Regions from separate parts of the Mus musculus genome. Here region 2 is linked to region 1. A link is a contact called in public HiChIP or PLAC-seq data. All regions are on one chromosome and are shown on one strand. The core of a region is the stretch at or near the end of the contact, and the rest is flanking DNA. Distances in the headings are between cores, read along the strand shown. Region 1 has its middle 7.7 kb from the start of 2500004C02Rik. Region 2 overlaps Nol4l (nucleolar protein 4-like).

Region 1 (4,728 bases), core at 1,483-3,982:
TCATCTCCCCCTCTTCCTCCTCTTCATTGCCATCTTTTGGCTTTTTTTTTGGGGGGGGCAGTTTTTCGAGACAGGGTGTCTCTGTGTAGCTCTGGCTGTCCTGGAACTCACTCTGTAGACCAGGCTGGCCTCAAACTCAGAAATCCGCCTGCCTCTGCCTCCTGAGAGCTGGGGTCTTTTGGCTTTTTGAGACAGGGTTTCTCTGTGTAACAGCCTTGGCTGTCCTGGAACTCTGTTGGCCAGAGGCTGGCCTTGAATGCACACAGATCCATCTGCTTCTGCCAACTGCATGCTGAGATTAAAGGTGTGCACTACTTCTGCCCAGCTCAATTTAATTATATTTTCATCTTTGGTATTGTTTTTAAAAATTGTTGGAGAAAATACTAAATCTCAGAGACTGCTTTGAAATTCATACTGATCATTTCATCTTGGGGCCTGTGATTTTTGCAGGCCCTTTTAGACTGCAGTTGCCATTTGATTGAAGTTCACTCTGAGAATCTGGTATCTAAGAACCATGTGGTCACATCTGCCAGTGAAGTTGTTAGTGACATTTGTCAAGGATGTAACTGTAGCTCTTGCAGCTGCTGTCATTGCAGCCGTGGTTTTAATCACTGGGTTTGTGGTTAACTGGGTCCCGGGTGCTTCAGTTAGGCAAGCCAACTGGGTACTTGCTGGAAGGGTAGGCATGTGCAGGGGCAGAGGTCTCTTGCTGCAGCTCTGGGGACCATACAGTCCATCTATACCTGCTGTAAACCTGTGTGCTAGGGGGTCTTGTTGCCTAGGACATGGAGGGAAAGTAAGTGTATTATGACTCTTCTGAGCAGTGTGTGTGTGTGTGTGTGTGTGTGTGTGTGTGTGTGTGTGTGTAAAATGCATGGCTTTGATTTTGCAAGCTTGGTACCTTTGAGGTTGGCCCCTTGCTTCTTGACTCTCTATTGCAGTTTCATATATGTGCTTTCTGCCTAAAAACATTATTTCTACCCTGTGTGAATAACTCCCACTCATCTCTTAGGCTCCAAGGTATGTTTTTGGAGAGGAGGAGGAGGAGAAGGAGAAGAAGGAGGAGGAGGAGGAGAAGGAGGAGGAGGAGTAGTAGTAGTAGTCTTCTTCTTCCTTCCTCCTCCTCCTCCTTCCTCTTCTCCTCCTCCTCCTCCTTTTATTGGAAATTTTATGTATTTACATTTCAAATGTTATCCCCTTTCCTGGTTTCCCCTCCAGAACTCCCCTATCCCATCCCCCCATCTCCCTGCTTGTATAAGGGTGCTCCCCCACCCACCCACCCACTCCTGCCTCCCTGCCCTGGCCTTCATCTACACAGGGGAATCAAACCTTCATAGGACCAAGGACATCTCCTCCCATTGATCCCAGACAATGCCATCCTCTGTTACATATGAACCTGGAGCCATGGGTCCCTCCATGTGTGTGTACTCTTTGGTTGGTGGTTTAGTTCCTGGGAACTCTGAGGGGTCTGGTTGGTTGATATTGTTGTTCTTCCTATGGGACTGCAAACCCCTTCAGCTCCTTCAGTCCTTCCCCTAACTCCTCCATTGGGGTCTCCACACTCAGTTCAATGGTTGGCTGTAAGCATCTGCTTCTGTATTTGTCAGGCTCTGGCAGAGCCTCTCAGGAGGCACCTAGATCATGCTCCTGTCAGCAAGTACTTCTTGGCATCTGCAGTAGTGTCTGGGTTTGTTGTCTGTATATGGGATGGATCCCCAGGTGGGGTAGTCTCTGGAAGGCCTTTCCTTCAGTCTCTGCTCCCACACTTTGTCCCCATATTTCCTTTAGACAGGAGCTATTCTGGGTTAAAAATTTGGAGATGAGTGAGTGGCCCCCTCCACCAACCAGGGGCCTTGCCTAACCTCTGGATATGGTCTCTACAGGTTGTCCCTCCCCGTTGTTGGGCATTTCAGCTAATCTCATCCCCTTTGGGTCCGGGGAATCTCTTGCTTTCTTGGCATCTGAGACTTGATGGTGGCTACCCCCAGCTCCCCATCCCCCATTGCTACAGACCTTGGTTCAAATTCCTGAGTCTTTGTTTATCATCCCAGTCTCCTCCCATACCAGATCCTGCCCCTCCTTTCCCTTTCCCCGTCCTCTACTTTATTTTTAAAGTGTCCATGTGTAGTCCAAGTTGACCTTACCTTGAGATCCTCTTGCCTTAGCCTCTAAGTGCTGGGATAGCATGTCTGTGCAACCTGCCTGGCTTTCAGGAACAATGTTTAAGTCACCTCCACAGTCGTCTTGGTTTTTCTCCATTTCTGCCTGGCTAGAGGTTTCCCTTGTCCCTTGCTCCCTTCTTAGCCCTTTTCCAGCTTAGCATTTGTGCATTTCTTGGCCAAATTCCTTGAAGAGATGACCTGATGACCTTTTCTGGCACTTAGATGGCTGGGATAGATAGGTCTGCTGTCAGAAGCAGAGTGGCATGCTCCAGGAGGAATGGAGGAAAGCTTTGTAGAGGACAGGACAGGTAATGAGTGGGTTTTGCCTACTGGGAAAAGACAGAATAGCATGCCAGACAAAGGGACAGGAACAAGTGCCTGGAGCATTCGTGGTGACTGGGGAATATGTAAGGCCTGGAGTGATGGAGGACCAGGGGGAGAATAGCTCAGGAGAATCTCAGCTCTACCCTACTTTCTGTAGCTGCTGTGTCAATGTATATACACCCCAGGAAGGAAGCACAGCTCTGCTTGTACCCCAGCATGCTCTACCAATGAGCTTTGAAAGTTATTTCCCTTTGCGATAACAGAAAGCAATTTTTTTAAATGCCCACAGTAAGCCTGTCTGCCACATGAGTTTTCTGGGCTTGGTTGGCAAACTTTCCACGAGTTTCCTCTGACGAAGTTCACCATGCAAGACATTCTGCTTGACACCACAGTTTTGGCCCCTAGGAGTAGGGCCAGGGAGACAACTTCCTTGCTGGGATTGAGAGCAGGTCAGTTAAACTCCTGCCATTTGCTTTGAAATATACTTGTCCAGGCAAAGAAGACTGCCAGTGGCTGTTCATAACTGCCCTGGATCACACCCTTCCCAAAGCTGGTGGGTGAGTAGTGGCACTGATCTGAGATTTTTCATAAAGAGCCTCCCTTTTAGGTATCCTGAGACAAGGTCTTGTGTAATCCTGAATGGCCCAGAACTCATGGTGTGAACTTAGTATGACTCATGCTGGTTCGGAATGTGATTGGTCTGCCTCACACCACCACATTTGGCTCTAAAATGATCAGTTGTAGAACTGTGCCAGGTGGTCAGGAGCAGAATGGCAGGCCCCGGGACACCTCAGAGCCAGGCTCATGAAAGCTAGACTGAAGTGCATGGCTGCCAAGTGGTGGTTCTCCTCTGCCGGATGCAACTTTAAGGTGGTAATGCTATGTGATAAAGTTGGCAGAGAAGACTTCACAAGACTCTCACTTACATACTCCTTGGTATGTATGCTTAAATGCAGTTTGCGTAATTGCATACTTAAGCACTGGAGTCAAACCAAGTGCTATAAGGTGGAGGTGCCAGGCCATGTTGAAGAGGAAAGACTCAATGAAAGGATCATGTCAGTACATTAGTAGGAATGGCCCATGAACGAGAGAGGTCTGAAGTCACAGCCGCCTGGACTTGTGTTACTGCTCTCAATAAGCCACTGTGGCTGTCTAGGTAGAGCAGACCCTGCAGAGCTGCTGAAGAGATTAAGCAGCCATCCTTCAGGCACGCGAGAGGAGGTGTATATTACTAAATATCACATAGAACTAGTAGTGACAGCCGGGCGATAAAGTATCAGCTCCTCCTGAAGGTCTCCTGTGTTCCTCACTACCTCCTATTTGTTAGTCCCTAGAGAAACATAGTTTTGCTTTGAGCCAGTGTTTCTTGTAGCACAGAATTATGTGCCCAAGAATGATCCTGAATTCATCCCTGCGTATACATTCCAACTGCTGGGCGTAAAGGGTTGTGGTACCGCATCTGGTTTTTGTGACAGTTTGACTATGTAGGCAAGGATTGCCTCAAACTCCTGGCAACCTTCCTACCTTATCCACCAAAGTGCTGGGACTGCACGTGTGCCATCATGTATAGAGTTAACAATTTCTCTTAGGATCCCAGTAGACCCTTGAAGTAGTGACCTTATTTTTCTTGTCTTTGTGAGGAATTATAATCAAAATAGGGCCATAGAAATGTAGACTATATGATTAAAGTGGCAGGTCAGTACAGTGCAGTGCAGTGGACATCTTTAACCACAGCACTCTGGAAGCAGACAGAGCTCATTGAGTTCAGGGACATTAATAGCAAGTTCTAGGCCAGCCAGGGTTACCTAGTAAGAACTGTTTCAACAATAAAAAATATCAAGTGTCAGAGAGAGGAATGAAGGGGTCCAGTTTACCCATCTGAGAGCAGTGGTTTGGGTTTTTCAGCTCTATGGAAAAGAGCAGGAAGGTGAACAAACTCAAATTAGTTTGAATCCTGGCTCAGGATTGAGTCCAGGATCAGAGACAAGTGGGATTATTTATTGTTGCAGTATTAGGGATCAAAGCCAGGGCCCTGTACAGGCACATGCAAGCCAATGTTCTGCCTCTGAGAGACATTCTTAGACTTGGACAGCACTTTTCTTCCCTGAACTCTGCTGTGGATTCTGCTCTGTCCATCAGAGCTCCAGAGGTAGGTGGGAACACCCTGGGCTCTGTTACAGAGTGCTTGTGTGTACTTGTGTTAAGAGGGCAATGACAGCTATCATGATGCCCTGGAGGTGCT
Region 2 (4,728 bases), core at 1,173-3,672, 130 kb after region 1:
CTGATCAAAGAGGAGGTTGAAAAAATTTATGAGACAAAAGAGGAAGAAGGGTTCAGAGAAAAGGGACACTGTCTTGCTTTTTAATGCCTCCCTGCTTCAAAGGATAACTAAAAAGTGATGTGTTTGTGTGGCTGGAGAGAGAGCTTAGCAGTTAAGAGCACTTGCTGCTCCTGCAGCAGACCTGGATTTGACGCTAGCATCTAACTCTACTTTCTGAGGATCTGATGCCCTCTTGTGGGCACTAGCTATATATGGTGCACATACAAACATGCAGGCGGGCACACACACACACACACACACACACAGAGAGAGTTTAATAATAAATAAATTTTAAATGAGTGATGTACTGAACAGTACCAGCAGCTCAAATATCCATCCATGGATGGATGGATGAAGGAAGTAACAGTCCCATACAACGAGATTTTCTCAGCTGTCAAAGGATGAAGTTCTGATATAGCCTTTGACTTGAAGACATGATAATAAGCCAAAGCAGCCAGGCAAGGCAGTACAAGCAAGTCACCTATGCTGGACCTGCAGGAGACAAAAATCATAAAAACAGAGAGTAGAACAAGGATTTTTCCAGAGCTGGAGAGACACTGCGTGTCTCCTTTATGAGCACAGGGCTTTGTTAGAAGTGATGAAAACACTCTGGCTCAGGGCTGGGGAGATGGCTCAGGCAGTGAAGGGCTTGCCACAGCCCATCCTAAGAAGTTGGATGTGGTGGTGTGGTGCGTGTTTACAACTGCAGTAGCAGGGATGCAGATGTAGGGTGGGCACTCTGGTTAGCCAGCCTAGCTTACTTGGCTAGTTCAGGCCAATGAGAGACCCTGTCTTTAAAAAGGTGGTGGTGGTGGTGGGACACCTGAAGAATGACGTCTGAGGTTATCCACAGGCTTCTGCCCCCACAATACCTCCCATCTGTCTCTGTCTCTGTCTCTGTCTCTGTCTCTGTCTCTTCTCTTCTCTCTCTCTCTCTCTCTCTCTCTCTCTCTCTCTCTCTCTCTCACACACACACACACACACACACACACACACACACACACACCTGTGAGGAGAATAGATGACTGTAATGGTTGTTTATCAATGTGATTTGATGAAGTTGAGGCCACTTAACACACTTAAAAATAGTTTAAATGTAACATGTATATGCCAAAGCCTATGCTTTCCCCCTTTTTTGTTAGCTTTTGTTAGCTTTGCTCTCCATTTTCTTGGGCTCTTCTAGCAAAGGACCAACTGGCCTCAAATTTACTATACATCTGTTGATGATCCTGAGTGTCAGAGACTCTTTCCTAGAGCTGGGACTGCAGGCACAGGTTATTATGGCACTGAGGACTGAGCCCAGGGCTTCGTGCTTGCTGGGAAAACACTCCATTAGAGTGCTATCTGAGCTACAGCCCAGCTCTTAAGATAGTTTTTGTTTCCTTTTGAAGTGAATGTGGTAGCTGAGGGGTGTGGAGGTGGGATGGGGGAGATGGCTCAGTGATAAAGATCTTGCTTAGCATGTGTGAGTCTCTATGTTCCATCCCCAGCACTACAAATAAGAAATCAATAGCTTTATAAAGTGCTCCTAATGTGCCCAGCCCAGTGCCTGCTGTGTCTTCCATCACTTGACCCCCTTAAAAGTGGGGGCAGTGAGATGATTCAGCAGAGAAGGGTAGCCACTGCCAAGTCTGACAGTCTCAGCTCAATCCAAGGAGCTACATGGTGAAAGCAGAGAACCATGCTCTGCAAGTGTCCTATGACCTCCACACTTCTGCGGTAGCACGCCACACTCCCCATATACACACATAAAATAGGCAAAGAAATTTAAATAAAAAGGATGAGCTAAAGAGAGCTCAGTAGTCCAGAACAAGCTCTTGCAAAGGACTCAAGTTCCCAGCTGGTGGCTCACATCCACTCACAACTCCAACTCCAAGGGGTTCTATATCTTTGGCCTCCCAGACACCAGCACACATGTGCACGTGCCCACACACAGACACACAATTTTAAATGTCTTAAAAAATGATGATCTAAGTATGTTCCTTTGACCTTCAAGTAACTGGAGGACAGAGAAGTAGAATGCCTTGGCTGGGCCGCACAGCTTCTAGGTGGTGGATCTACTGAAAACTTAAACCCAGGTTGAAGTGGGGGTGGTGCTCTGTCCTGACTGAGAACACTGCCCACTGTTTGCTTTGCAGGGAAGGAGGGAAAACCATCTGAAGACCCCAAGTGGGTCTACAGGTTCCAGGTGAAGAAGACTCAGAAAATCCTCTGGCACAGGTGACTGAACAGGAAGTAGTTCAAACTGCACCACTTCTCACTGCCATGAGAACAGTAAAACCTTTGAGACATCAACACTGAGGGAGGAAAGGCAGGTTGTAGACCGTTTTTACCTCTGGACAGAACATTTGGGGGGCAGTGGAGCTTCCAGGAAATGAAGCTAGCACAGGGAAGGAGGCAGGGTGGCCCTGCTTCCATGTGTGACTTATATGGTAGGATCTCCCTTTAGACACGTACCTCAAGAGCAATGGGGACAACAGGGGCCACTGAGGACAACAGGGACCACTGAGGCACAGGAGTCACAGGCACAGGGGCCACTGAGGCACATGGAGTCACAAGGCAGACATGGTGTCCATGGGTCCCTGCACCCTCACTAGGTTCCCCTTCCTGTTTCCTACTTTCTCATCTTAAGGCAGGCTCTCTCTCTCAGCTTCCCTGACCCCAGTTCCACAGAATGTACAAGTGATACCTGGAAACTTCACCTTCCAGAAGAAGAATCAGCAGCAGAAAAGTAAAAAAAAAAGGGAGGCGTGGCATGGCATGGGAGGTGGATGTTGGGGCATGGGGTGGGGGTGGGATTGCTGTGAGAGGTGGGGAGTGGGTCATGGGTTGGGGGTGGGGTTGGTGTGGGAGCTGTGGGGTGGGGGAATGGGGTGGGGGTGGGGTGGGAACTGTGGGATGTTCACAGCACTTTCTCTCTGCTTTCCACCCAAACACCTCTATCTAGGCAGTGCGCCTCAAACAGGCTTGGGGATGGGAAGGACATGGGTTTTTAATTATTTTAGTTACTGTGGTCTTTTTTTTTTTTTAATTGTTTATTTGTTTTACAACATCACTGTCCTCAGACCCATTAGAAGAGGGCATTGGATCCCATTACAGATGGTTATGAGCCACCATGTGGTTGCTGAGAATTGAACTCAGGACCTCTGGAAAAGCAGCCAGTACTCTTAAGCATTGAGCCATCTCTCCAGCCCTAGTGACTGTGATTTTTTTTTTTTTTTTTTTTTTTTTTTTTTTTTTTTTTGGTTTTTCAAGACAGGGTTTCTCTGGATAGCCCTGGCTGACCTGGAACTCACTTTGTAGACCAGGCTGTCCTGGAACTCAAAAATCTGCCTGCCTCTGCCTCCCAAGTGGTGACTGTGATTTTAAGCCTGACCATCAAATGTGTAGCACGAGAGTGATATGCAAGTTCTTTGTACAAAGGATCAACCGGACACACTGGACACAGAGCAGGCACCAGTTGACAGTCCCTCTGTGTTGAGGACCCACTAGCACTCACTGCTGAGATCTCTCTGCAGGCCCACACAATTAATTGCCTTGAGTTCCCCTTATCTTTCACAGAGCTGTGGTACCACGCAGGCACAGGCCAGGCCACCTCCTTAGCATCTTTACCAGTGCCTAGATCACAGAACAACAAAGGACAGATGAATGGAGGGTTGGATAATATATGTGTGAATATGCAAATGAGTAGATGACAGAATGTACAAGTGATACCTGGAAACTTCACCCGGAAACTTCACCTTCCAGAAAAAGAATCAGCAGCAGAAAAGTAAAAAAAAAAAAGGGAGGCGTGGCATGGCATGGGAGGTGGATGTTGGGGCATGGGGTGGGGGTGGGGTTGCTGTGAGAGGTGGGGAGTGGGTCATGGGTTGGGGGTGGGGTTGGTGTGGGAGCTGTGGGGTGGGGGAATGAGGTGGGGGTGGGGTGGGAACTGTGGGATGAGGCATGGGGTAGGGGGTTGGAGGGTAGGATGCAAAGCCAGCAAGGTGCTTCTGGAATGGGTAGAAGTGGAAAGGGCTGGGTGAGATTGTTGGGAATCTTTGTCACTGTCCTCAGGCTTTTGTGTGTTTTGTCTTGTTGGGTTTTTCCTTTTTTCTTTCTTTCTTTCTCTCTCTCTCTCTCTCTTTCTCTTTTGTTTTTGTTTGTTTTTTTCTTTTTTAAACAGTCTCTGTGATATTTAATTACAAAAGAATGAAAAAACAAGAGAAGGCAAAAGGCAGTAAGTGGGTGACTCTGCCTTGAGCACACTCTGGAGGGGACTTGGAAACTGACAGGTCACTCTGTTCTGACTCAGCCTGCACCCTGTCTAGGATGCAACCTTCTTGTGGAAGGCTCTCAGCTGTTCCCTCATGGCTTGCCACATCTCCATACCCTGATTCCTCTAAGAAGATAAGTTTATCAACTGTACAACCAGCGTGGCTTCAATTCTGCATCTCTAGAGGAGTTTGTGAGAATTTGTGGTTTTGAACTCAGCTAGCTTTGAACTTGAGATCTTTCTGCCTCTACCTTCCAAGTGCCAAGATTAAAGGCATGGGCCACCTCACCTGGCAGAAAAATAAAACCTCTTCTGACACTATATCCCAATTTTTCAGCTCCTTGTAGCCACTCTGATGACAGCTCCAGGAGTAATTCTCTTTGAGGAGGTCCCTGTAGAGAATGCCACTTAACCCAGACCATCTTGTGAAATGA

What was found. HiChIP or PLAC-seq counts read pairs in DNA pulled down with a chosen protein or histone mark.
Region 2: an H3K4me3 HiChIP or PLAC-seq map of the SCID.adh cell line shows a contact between it and region 1, with 10 read pairs. The contact joins two enhancer-like sites. A contact is called at or near these places in 1 of 39 promoter capture datasets (hippocampal neurons), 5 of 484 Hi-C or Micro-C datasets (the AML12 cell line, embryonic stem cells, nephron progenitors and 1 more), 4 of 115 datasets of contacts at active chromatin or transcription factors (the SCID.adh cell line, embryonic forebrain and embryonic stem cells) and 3 of 9 other capture datasets (adipose tissue, embryonic stem cells and pancreatic islet).

What each region holds. Positions count from the first base shown.
Region 1 is chr2:153,335,714-153,340,441 of GRCm38.p6, forward strand. No RefSeq gene overlaps it. Among named protein-coding and RNA genes, the nearest start is that of 2500004C02Rik, 7.7 kb to the right of the region's middle. Within about 2 kb of position 2,733, at least 58 of the 459 cell types and tissues checked have an H3K27ac peak or open chromatin away from gene starts, as enhancers often do. A contact at or near this core is called in the SCID.adh cell line, where this site is marked.
Region 2 is chr2:153,463,234-153,467,961 of GRCm38.p6, forward strand. The region is part of intron 4 of Nol4l (nucleolar protein 4-like); the gene reads right to left. Among named protein-coding and RNA genes, the nearest start is that of Nol4l, 64 kb to the right of the region's middle. Within about 2 kb of position 2,423, at least 3 of the 459 cell types and tissues checked have an H3K27ac peak or open chromatin away from gene starts, as enhancers often do. A contact at or near this core is called in the SCID.adh cell line, where this site is marked.